2 separate regions of the Sus scrofa genome follow, and region 2 is linked to region 1. A link is a contact called in public HiChIP or PLAC-seq data. All regions are on one chromosome and are shown on one strand. The core of a region is the stretch at or near the end of the contact, and the rest is flanking DNA. Distances in the headings are between cores, read along the strand shown. Region 1 overlaps LOC106505520 (a long non-coding RNA gene). Region 2 overlaps STX8 (a long non-coding RNA gene).

The links. HiChIP or PLAC-seq counts read pairs in DNA pulled down with a chosen protein or histone mark.
Region 2: a contact with region 1 is called in an H3K27ac HiChIP or PLAC-seq map of alveolar macrophages. The contact joins two enhancer-like sites. A contact is called at or near these places in 1 of 5 promoter capture datasets (liver), 1 of 47 Hi-C or Micro-C datasets (embryonic fibroblasts) and 1 of 2 datasets of contacts at active chromatin or transcription factors (alveolar macrophages).

What each region holds. Positions count from the first base shown.
Region 1 is chr12:54,059,349-54,065,262 of Sscrofa11.1, reverse strand. It overlaps LOC106505520 (a long non-coding RNA gene), which reads right to left. Exons shown (of 3, transcript XR_002336843.1): 2 at 4,589-4,690; 3 at 4,157-4,341. Among named protein-coding and RNA genes, the nearest start is that of PIK3R5, 15 kb to the right of the region's middle. Within about 2 kb of position 3,777, at least 1 of the 83 cell types and tissues checked has an H3K27ac peak or open chromatin away from gene starts, as enhancers often do. A contact at or near this core is called in alveolar macrophages, where this site is marked.
Region 2 is chr12:54,399,096-54,405,009 of Sscrofa11.1, reverse strand. The region is part of intron 6 of STX8 (a long non-coding RNA gene); the gene reads left to right. Among named protein-coding and RNA genes, the nearest start is that of STX8, 140 kb to the left of the region's middle. Within about 2 kb of position 2,214, at least 6 of the 83 cell types and tissues checked have an H3K27ac peak or open chromatin away from gene starts, as enhancers often do. A contact at or near this core is called in alveolar macrophages, where this site is marked.

The sequences.
Region 1 (5,914 bases), core at 2,528-5,027:
TTTTTTCCTTATAAAGTTAAAGGTTTTCCCACATACTCATGACTACGTGTCTATCTTGGGCGAACTGTGTACCTAACAGCGCAAACCACTTTTCTTGGGGTTATGCAATATTTTTCATGTAAAAATACATTTTACATTAAGGATGGTATTCTTTATTTTTCATTGTAGATACTTTGCCCTAGTATACCATTTGCTTTTTTTTTTTTTTTTTTTTGTCTTTTTTTGTCTTTTTTGTCTTTTGTTGTTGTTATTGTTACTATTTCTTGGGCCGCTCCCACGGCATATGGAGGTTCTCAGGCTAGGGGTTGAATCGGAGCTGTAGCCACTGGCCTACACCAGAGCCACAGCAACTCGGGATCCGAGCCGTGTCTGCAACCTACACCACAGCTCACGGCAATGCCGGATCATCAGCCCACTGAGCAAGGCAGGGACCGAACCCGCAACCTCATGGTTCCTAGTCGGATTCGTTAACCACTGCGCCACAACGGGAACTCCCCATTTGCTTTTTAATTTAATATTTATGGTGATTTTCCATGTATAGAAGTTATTTTACTCTTTTTTTTTTTTTCTTTTTAGGGCTGCACCTGCAGCATATGGAAGTTCCCAGGTTAGGGGCTGAATGGGAGCTGCAGCTGCTAGCCTACGCCGGAGCCACAGCAATGCCAAACCTGAGCCACATCTGCCACCTATGCTGCAGCTGCAACAACGCTGGATCCTTAACCCACTGAGAGAGGCCAGGGACCAAACCTGCATCCTCATGGACACGATGTTGGGTTCTTAACCACAACAGGAACTCCTATTTTACTTTTCTACATGCAAATCAATCTTTTTTTTCCTTCATTATTTCTGATTTTGGTGTCATGCTTTAAACGAACTGCTCCAATTCCCGTATGACATACGCATTTCCTTTTTTTTTTTTTTTTCTGGACTTCGCTTGTTTTATTTTTGGGTCATGCCTGCAGCATGTGGAGTTCCTGGGCAAGGGGTCAAATCCGTGGCACAGCAGTGACCTGAGCCACTTGCAGTGACAACACCGGATCCTTAACCCACTGCACCACAAGGGAATTCTGGACTTGCCTTGTTTTCACTTTTACATGTGGGTCTTTAATTAGTTGGACTTGGGGAGCTATGAGATTTGAAGTAGAAACCACAGATCTCTTTTCTCCTGATGGTTAATTAGTTGTTCTAGGCCATTTATTGGGTAACTGATGTTATCTTCTTTATCATACATTAAATTAATTCAGACGTTTGTGTTTCTTGTGCTTTTTCCTCAGCCTCACCAGAGGCATATGGGAGTTCCTAGGTCAGGGATCGAACCTGAGCCACAGCTGCCATCTGTGCCATAGCTGCGGCAATGGCGGATTCTTAACCCGCTGCCCCACCACGCGACGCCCACTTGGACTTGCTTCTGACAGATCAATTTAGCCCTATCGATCTCGTCACTGCCTACACCCGTACTACAGTGTTTTTTGTTTTTGTCTTTTTGTCTTTTTCGGGCTGCACCTGCAGCATATGGAGCTTCCTAGGCTAGAGGTCGAATCAGAGCTGTAGCCACTGGCCTACGCCACAGCCAGAGCAGCACCAGATCTGATCCGAGTCTGTGACCTACACCACAGCTCACGGCAACACCGGATCCTGAACCCACTGAGCAAGGCCAGGGATCGAACCTGAAACCTCATGGTTCCTAGTTGGATTCGTTAACCACTGAGCCATGACAGGAACTCCAGGAGTTCTTAATATAGTCTTTTTTTTTTTTTGCTTTTTAGGGCTGCACCCACGGCATGTGGACGTTCCCAGCTAGGGGTTGAATCAGAGCTACAGCTGCCGGCCTACACCACAGCCATAGCAATGCGGATCCTTAACCCACTGAGCGAGGTCAGGGGTTGAACCCATATCCTCTTGGATACTAGTTGGATTTGCTACTGCTGAGCCACAACAGGAACTCCTAGGAGTTCTTCACGTATTCTAGATGAAAATCCCTTCTCATATTCATGGTTTGCAAAAATTTCTCCCATTCTACGGGTTGCCTTTTGTTTCTTTTTTTCTGTCTCTTTTTGTCTTTTTAGGGCCGCACCCACGGCATATGGAGGTTCCCAGGCTAGGGGTCCAATCGGAGCTGTAGCCTCCGACCTACACCACAGCCACGCCAGATCCAAGCGGCATCTTCAACCTACACCACAGCTCACGGCAACGCCGGATCTTTAACCCACTGAGGGAGGCCAGGGATCAAACCCGCCACCTCATGGTTCCTAGTCGGATTCCTTGCCACTGCACCACGACGGGAACTCCACTTATTGTTTCTCGATGGTGTCCTTGAAGCACAAAAGTTTTCAATTCTTATGACGTCCACCTCATCTGTTTCCCCGCCGCTGCCCCTTTGGTTGTTGGTGCTTCTGAGGTCTTATCTTAACAACCACTGCACGGGCCAAGGTCAGGAAGAGCTACTCCCATGTTTCTTCTAAGACTTGTATAGTTTTAACTCTTACATTTAGGTCTTCCATTCCTTTTGTGTTAATTTTTGTGTGTAGGGTGAAGTAGGGACTCCTTTTCTTTTTCTCCCCCCCCTTTTGTTTTTGGATCAGGCATCCAATTTTCTTAGCATCATTTTTGAAAAACAAGTCTCTGCCCCTTTGAACTGTCTTGGCACACCCTCACCAACAATCAATTGCAAATGTCAGAGTTTATTTCTGGCCTCTCAACCACGCATCTGTCTGTAGCTTTGTGGTAAGTTTGGAAATCAGGGCACTTGAGTCCTCCAACTTTGCTCTTCTTTTTCAAGACAGTTTTGGCTACTTCGGGTCTCCTGATTTTCCTTTTCTTAGGCCTTTTTGTTGTTGGATGAACGAGCTCTCTTCTCTTTGGTCCCTGCTGTGTAGAGGAAACTACTCGGAGGCACAGATTTCTTTTTTAGTCCAGCTACTTTGCTGCGCTCTCTCCTAAGGCCTAAAAATTCCTCTGCCCATTGGCCAGGGTTTCCCAGGCAGTCAATCATATCTTCAGCTGGTAATGATAAGCTTGACGCTTCCGCCCCCAATTGTGTCTTGATGGGTTTTCTTCTCGGGGTTTCCCCTTGAATTTCAGAATACGGTCGACACTCTGCCGTGTGTGCCACCCTTGGTTTGCTCCTTGTTGTCGTAGGAGGCCTTTGTCATGAAGGACTATGTTATCGGCATGGTGGCTCTATTATGAGCCATCCCAGGTCATCAGCAGGCATCACTTTGTCGGGTGGACTGAGACCAAAACATTTATCATCTCGACAAGGTCTTTCTGTTCTCTGTCACCCAGAGTGTTCACCAGGGCGCATCCTGTGTCCTGTTCCTACGATGAACTATATTAATAAACCTTTAACACTGAAGCCCGCCCCTTGTGTAAACTGTGTCTCTGGAGCCAGTGGGAACAAATGAGCTCCCATTGACAGGAATAACTCAGGTCTCACTGGTCCAACCCCCACGGCTATAACATGGACCAGATGTCACACCCTGAAAGGCAGGAGGTCGCAGCTGGTGTGGCCTGCCAGGGGGGGGAACATACTGTTTCAAATGCGTTCCCAGCACTTCTGAAAAAAAAAAAATCAGGCGATTTCAGATGAAGAGTTCTGATTTTTGCTTTCGCTTCACCAGTGATCCGATCTGACCACATCTGTCCTGCGTTGCCACAGGGTCACAGTGGGCTGAAGCTGCCCCTGGGTGGGGGTGCTTTAGAGGGCTCCTCATCTGCATCCTCGCCAGGCTACTGTCTCCCTACCACATTGTTCCCAGGCCTCAGGGTCAAGGGTCAGTTCCCCTTTTTTCTATCTGTGAGGTTGTTTTCCTCACAGTGGAAGGAGGTGAAAGTGAAACGTCCTGTAATCATGCCTCCAGCAAAGGTGGAAAAACAAAAGGGGCCAAGAGGGAAATGTGTTCTGGGGGAAATGGGAGCGCACATGTTTCTCAGTGCAAGTGAAGAGTATTCCTCCGTGGTTTTTACTGTTGTTTGCTTTTTTTGCTTTTTAGGGCCACATCCGCAGCATATGGAGGTTCCCAGGCTAGGGGTCCAGTCGGAGCCACGGCTGCCGGTCTATACCACAGCCACAGTGACACAGGATCCGAGCCACGTCTGCGACCTACACCACAGCTCTTGGCAACCCCGGCTCCTTAACCCACTGATCAAGGCCAGGGATCGAACTCGCAACCTCATGGTTCCTAGTCGGATTGGTTTCCGCTGCACCACAACAGAACTCCTATGCCTATGTGTTTAACCCACAGAGTGGGCCTATTGAAAGGATACGTGTGAGATGCCACCAGCCACGAAACTCATAGGAAGACCAGAAGACATGTGCAAGGGAAAGAAAACCTTACTGAACTGAAAAAAAAAAAAAAAAACAAAAAAAAGGAGTGAAATCGCAATAGCGTTTGTTTCAGGAGGCACAGAGCGTTGGCGATGCTACCACGAAGCGCCGTGATCTAACGAATTAACACCACCTCCCCGCTTCTGTCTCGGCTGTCCGGCTTCTAGAGACGTCTGAGTGCCTGACTCCTGCTCCAGCCCTCCGGCAAAGCCGCCTGCACGGGGGGCTCCCGTGTACCCCAACCCCGCCCGCCCCTCTCACCTGCTTGTTCGCTGCTGTGCCCTGGATTTCCAAGATCCTGATGGAAACAGTCTCTCATGGCTTCTGCCTGAAGCTCTTTGCCCAGAAGGTTCCGATGCTGACCTGTGAGGTTGACCGGGGACAGAGGTCACACTCCACCCGTAACAACACTAAGGGCTTGGGCGGGGTGGGGGTGGGGGTGGCCCATCAGCTCCTCTCCAAACATACAATCTGAATTCTAGAATGGTGATGGATCGGTCAGACCCTAGGCCTCTCCTATGTTGACCTTCTGGAGCTTCCATTAAAGGCCATTCCTTATCTGGAACCCAAGGCCCACCCTTGAATCCTCCTCTCAGGTCCCTGACTTTTTTCTCTCCTTTTTTTTCTTTTTCTTTTTGTTAGAGCTGCACCCGTGGCATATGGAAGTTCCCAGGCTAGGGGCTGAATTGGAGCTGCAGCTCTGGGCCGACGCCACAGCCACAGCCACAGCCATGCCAGATCCGGGCCACCTCCGAGACCTACACCACTGCTCACAGCCACGCCAGATCCTTAACCCACTGAGGGAGGCCAGGGATTGAATCTGCATGAACATTAGTTAGGTTCTTAACCCACTGAACCACCGTGGGAACTTTGGGCCCCGACTTTTAACCAGGTACGTGTGTGGGCAACCAGTCCAGCTGGAGGCACTGACTAGGTCTGAATCCCTTTAGGCTCACCCATGATCTGCAATCCCTTGAATAAACTCTACCTTGTCAGAGCACATCACCGTTTTAATTCAAGCTTGGGTATAATTAGTGCTGATCTTATGTCAAGTTTTTAAATCCATGTCATAGAGAAGAGTGTGGTAGGTAGTTTTCTTTATAAGTTGTAGTAACAGAGAAAATGAAAGGGGAAGTTTTTCAAAAGTTTGTGGGATGTATGGTATTTTTTTTCTTTTTAAAGATCGTATGTTGAAGTAGTTTTGGAATTACATTTTTTAAAGTTGCAAAGCGTAAGATACAGCACCATAAACTTTCTAAAAGAGATCACAGGCAAAACATAGAAATCATACCAGTGTTTTCTTTCTTCTGTCTGTCTGTCTGTCTGTCTGTCTGTCTGTCTTTTTCTAGGGACGCTCCCTCGGCATATGGAGGTTCCCAGGCTAGGGGTCAAATTGGAGCTGTAGCCGCCGGCCTACACCACAGCCACGCGGGATCCGAGACGCATCTGCAACCTACACTATAGCTCACAGCAACACCAGATTCTTAACCCATTGAGCAAGGCCAGGGATCGAACTCGCAACCTCATGGTTCCTAGTCGGATTCGTTAACCACTGAGCCACAACGGGAACTCCTAGAAATCATACCA
Region 2 (5,914 bases), core at 965-3,464, 340 kb before region 1:
GTTGGTTTACTGAAACTGTCTATTGTTTCAAGAGTGTTCACCTTTGCTTGTTGAGGCATTTTTATTACAGCTGCTTTACAGTCTTTGTCAGTTAATTCCAGCAACTGTGTCATCTCAGCATTGGCATTTGCTGATTGTCCTTTTCTCTTGCATCTTGAGATTTTCTGGTGCTTCTTATGCTGCCTAGTTTTGGATTGGATCTTGGAAGTTTTGATTATTATGAGATTCTGGTTCTTGTTAAAAAGAAAATTTATTATCTCTTCAGTTACTCTTGCTTTTTCTCTTTTCCTAGATCTCTATCCAGATCTGTTTCTTTTTTTTTTTTTTTCCCTCCCATATTTCGTCCTCTTTAACCTTTTTCTGTGACTTCCAGGAGATTATTCCAATTTGTTTTCTAATTAAATCTTTTATTTAGATTCCAATCTTTAGCTCCCTACACTGTGTTTGTTTTTTTTTTTTTTTTTTTGTCTTTTTGTCTTTTGTTGTTGTTGTTGTTGCTATGTCTTGGGCTGCTCCCGCGGCATATGGAGGTTCCCAGGCTAGGGGTCTAATCGGAGCTGTAGCCCCCAGCCTACGCCAGAGGCACAGCAACGCGGGATCCGAGCCGTGTCTGCAACCTACACCACAGCTCACGGCAACGCCAGATCGTTAACCCACTGAGCAAGGGTAGGGACCGAACCCGCAACCTCATGGTTTCTAGTCGGATTCGTTAACCACTGCGCCACGACGGGAACTCCTACACTGTGGTTTTTGACAAAGTGTTTCTAAGTACTCTTTCTTAAAACTTAGTTGGTTTCTCATTGTGGCTCTATTCTGTTACACCAATTTTGTGACCTCTTGAATCTTGTTTTTAAAAAAGAAACCACTTTCTCAAGGTGCCTCCTTTTCTAGAAGGAATTGTATTTTCTAGGGTGGAAGTGAGGTTTTTTCCTGGAATGCTTGCTCTTTATTAATCCCATTAGCTTGTTGCTCCTCTTCACACACAGAGGTCAGTGAGTCTGTGGTTAGAAGGTGAGAAGAGTTCAACCGTCACGTTGGCCTCCGTTATATGTTTCACCCCAGTGATGGAAGACTGAGGGACCACGGGCCTAATGGTGGGTGAAGAAGGAAATTTGCCTGTGCTTTCTGCCCAGCCTGGCCCACCTGTCCCTGCTTAAGACGCGAGTAGGCCTAGGCCTCCAAAGCTCAAGTGCTTCCCAGAAGCTCTGTCTGGGGGTGCAGGGACTCCCCGCCAGCTGCCCTGTCACAGGGCACTGTGGCTGAGATGTTCCTCTTCCTCTGCTGAGTCACAGATTGCCCTTCTTTCTGTCCCTGGTTCCCTAGTGTGCAGAGAAGCGTATTGTCATCCGCTGCATGTTGAGTTTCCATTGTGGGGAATAACGGGAGTTAAACTAATGCCCTCAAGAAAAGGTCTTTATTCCTTGTTTTTGTTTTTAAGTTTATTTATTTATTTATTTATTTATGGCCACACCTGAGGCATGCAGAAGTTCCTGGGCCAGGGATCGAACCCACGCCACAGCAGCAACCTGAGCCACAAAAGTGACAGAACCGGGTCTTTAATCCACTGAGGCACAAGGGACCTCCAGAGTGAGTCTTTTCAATGTTTGTCTTCACATGTCATTAGTGATGTAAGGGAAAGGCATAATAACATAAGGACTTTGGGAGTGCCAGCTTCCACTAGGAATACAAAAAGGCACCAAACTTAGCTGAAAATGTACAGCATGCTTTCTGCTCTTAGATAGGCTGTCCTAAAGCTATAATTGAACAGAGGAAAAACTTAAACACAATTAGATTCAGATGTATTATTTGGATCTGGAAAATATATCTTTCTTCTTTCGGTCCTCTCAGTTTCTTGTCCCACGTTACATGGTCCATTTTCCCCATTCTGTGTTGGATTGGCACTTGGTATCTCAAGTTAACATATGATAGAAACATAAGCTTTCTCGATGCAAATAGTTACCGGGAAGCAAAATAGCAGTTGCTCTTTGGAGGCTGTACTGTCAGGAATCTGAACAAGTCAGTGGTGCTTTCTCGCCCTATAGTCTGAAACCTGTGTTTAATTTGCTCCTAATAGACAGTGGCTGGGGAAATTCCCCCCTTAGAAGCTACCAGGCTGCAAGGTGGGAATTCCCCCAGGCTCCCCACCCTTGGGAACTGCCCTGTGAGGTCATGCTGCCCAGTGGGGTGAATTCTGTCAAGCCAGCCAGCAGTGGCAGCACAACCCTTGTAAAAACCGATGTGGCGGTATCTTGCACCATCCATGGGGCAGTCATCATCACATTTAGTTAACTTCAGGAAATGATACATGAGAAGGAAGATGAAAATGGAGGAAAGAATTCATTGACTCATTATGGAGACATAGGGAAAGAGCCTAAGCTTCCCACAGTGGGCTATTTTTAATGAATGTTTATTTAATGGAATGAATATTTTGTAACCATTAGAAATTATAACTCTAAAGACTTTGTAACAACATGAAAGAGTACAAATGATACGTTAACAGGGGGCAAAAGGCTCATATATTGCAATTACATAAAAAATATATATGTTTATGTCAAAATCTTAGAAAGGAGTCCGTAGCTGTGACTCCTGGGGTGTGTGGATAATCTTGGACTCTTGTTCCCTCTCACTTATAAACTGCTGTGAAATCATTTTTATCACTTTAAAATAGTTTTGTTTTTTCCTTCAAAACAAATAAACTAGTAATCAGATGGGATTTACCAATCAAGACGAAAAACTTTGTGTTTAGGCTGAGATGAAAACATTAACCCCTTCTGAATTCCTGTTGTGGCTCAGCGGCTTAAGTATCCATGAGGATTTGGGTTCAATCCCCGGCCTCGCTCAGTGGATTCAGGATGAGGCCTTGCCAAAGGCTGTGGCACAGGTCGCAGGTGTGGCTCGGATCTGGGGTGGCTGTGGCTGCAGCTCTGATTGAATCCCTAGCCTAGGAATTTACCATATGCCACAGGTGCAGCCCTAAAAAGAAAACAAAACAAAACATATGAACCCCTTCAGCGTTGACTACTGATTTTTGCTTAGCTAATCTCCTTCAATTTTTTTCTTTACCTCTAAGTTATAAATATTTACAGATTTAATGAGAGCTCCATCTAGAATCCCAGTTAACAGGTAACAGCTGACATATTTATTTCGTACCCGACAAGGGATATTTTGCACTTTCTTACAGTGCTAGAAGCTCATTAAGTCTGAATTTTAGATTACATGTGTGGCATTAAGACATATGCAATCCCGAGTGTGATTATTTGCATGACAACAACATACTGAGCAGCTCTGGGGAGCTTAGCTGTTACCGTGGGGTAGTCTGAAGAGCCATGTGGAGTGGCACATCAAACTACTTGCTTTTATATCTGCCGCTATATCTAAACTCAGCGTGTTTTGTGTTGACTAATCCAAACCTGAGCAGATGGATCCAGGTTCAGCACACAGCGATGTTGCAAGAGCCAGGTGTCACCTCCTCCGAGGCTCTGTCAACCATCCAAGCTGGGTGTCTGCAGGTGGAGACAAGGCAGAGGAGTTATGTGAGGAGAATTGTCTTGTGGAAGGAAGAACCCTGGCATGTGTCGTTCTAGCAGAGAAGGTGGATGTTAAAAGCAGGCAGATTTTCAGCTCAAAATACAGACCCTTATAATGACCAGGGTCGCCCTCTAGCTCAGCCATGGAACATGAGCTTCCTGTTACCCAGCCCTGTGGGTGTTGAGTAAAAGGCTATCCATCCTGGAGTTGCCGTCATGGCACAGCAGAAACGAATCTGACTAGCATCCATGAGGTTGTGGGTTCAATTCCTGGCCTCGCTCAATGGGTTAAGGATCCGACATTGCCATGAGCTGTGGTGTAGGTTGCAGATGCCGCTGGGGGATGCACTCTGAAGGGAAGGAGCTTGCAGGTCAAAAATTTTGTTATTCTAAGTCATATATTTTGTCTTGCCAGCAGACACAAATGTAGGTCTCTCTGACCACCAAACCCCTTTGAGCCTGTCCTTCCTTCCTTTCTGGAAAATCAAAGAAGCATCATGATTTTTTAAACTTGAAGTTTTTTTTTTTTCCTGACATGCACACACATTTCAAAACAAACAACTTTTTGATGGAAGTATAGTTGACTTACAGTGTTGTATTTCCCGTATACAGCAAAGTGATTCAGTTATCTGTGCCTACATATTCTTTTCCATTCTAGGTTATTACGAAACATTGCATATAGTTCCCTATATCATACAGTAGGTCCCCGTTCTTTCTTTCTCCCTTCCTTCCTCCCTTTCTTTCTGTTATTTATTTATTTTTAATGGCTGCACTTACAGCCTATGGAAGTTCCCAGGCCAGGGATCCAACCTGAGCTGCACCTGCCAGCCTGTGGCACAGCCATAGCAACACCGGATCCAAACCACATCTTTGACCTTGCAGTTTGTGGCAACACCAGATCCTTAACCCCCTGAGCCACAACACGAACTTCTCCTTGTTTCGATTTACACTGTTCATTGAGGTATAATTTACATACAGCAAAGTGCAGAGATCTTTAGCATTCAGTTCTATGCATTTTGACAGCTGCATGTATTTGTGACTATTTGAAACATTTCCATCCTCCCAGAAAATTCTCCTGTGTCCGTTTCCAGTCAGTACCCATCCCACTCCCACCCCAGAGGCAACTGCTTTCTAATATCTGTCCAATAGGTTAGGTTTGTCCTTTTATACTTCACATAAATGGAAGGATGAACTGCATATTATTATTTTGCCGACAGAATGCTTTTGAGATTTATATGGTCATTGTGTTTAAAAGATGCTCTTTGCTTTTCTGTCTGAACCGTATTCCACTGTATTGTCATACCACCCTTGGCTTATCCATTCTCCTGTGGATGGGTATTAGGTGGTTTCTAGTTTGAGTTCTAATGAGTGAGGCTGCTGTGTATATTTTTGTACAGGTCTTTATGAGAAATATGTTTTTATTCCTGTTTGGTAAATTCCGAGGTGTGACATTTGTAGGTCATAGAGTAGCTGTGGTTAACTAGAATAGAAATGACGTCTACATCTCTGCAGTTGCCTTCAGTATTAATTAATATTTCCCTATGGTTAGTATCCTCACTCTGTAATTTTAGCATCATAATGGGTGTGAAGCAGTATCTTATTATGGTTTAAATTTGCATTTCCCTGGGAATTCCCATCGTGGAATTCTCCTGTACCCACCCCACCCCACCCCCACCCCCACCCCCCACCCCGTAGGCAACTGCTTTCCAATTTGGGATTTCATTTTTGTTCCCTGGGTTACTTAGGGATTGTTTCCTTAATATTCAAATAATGGGGATTTTTCCATTTTTGTCACGTGATGAAAGCTTTTGTTTTATCTCTGATCATACTCTTTGGCTTAAAATCTATCTGGTCTGATACTGCTATTGTTATGTCAACTCTCTCATGCAAACACTTGCTGTGCTTTATATTTGAAGTTAGTTTCTTGTGAAAGCATGTAGTTTTGTTGTATGTTTTTAATCTTGGCCGACATTCTTTGTCTTTCAATTGAGGAGTTAGTCCATTTATATTTAATACGATATGGTTGGGTTTAAGTCTGCCATCTAGGTATTTATGGTCTTTTGTCCAGTCTGTTCTTTGTTTCTCTGTGCTTCCTTTCTTGCCTTCTTTTGGGTGAATTGTGCATATTTAGTATTCAGTTTTATCTCCTATAATGATTTTTTTTTAAAGCTATACCTCTCTTGGTGGTCGTTGTATGGTGGTGATGGGTGTGTGTTTTGATTTTATTTTTTTAAAAAAGTGATTGCTTTTGAACTATGTTGTTTAGTAGAATAGTCACTAGTCATGTATGGCTACTTAAATTAATTGAAATATGAAAGAATATGTCCCTGGCTAATAGTATGAAGAATGGATTGAAGGGATTCAGGAGTATAAACAAGAAGGTAAGT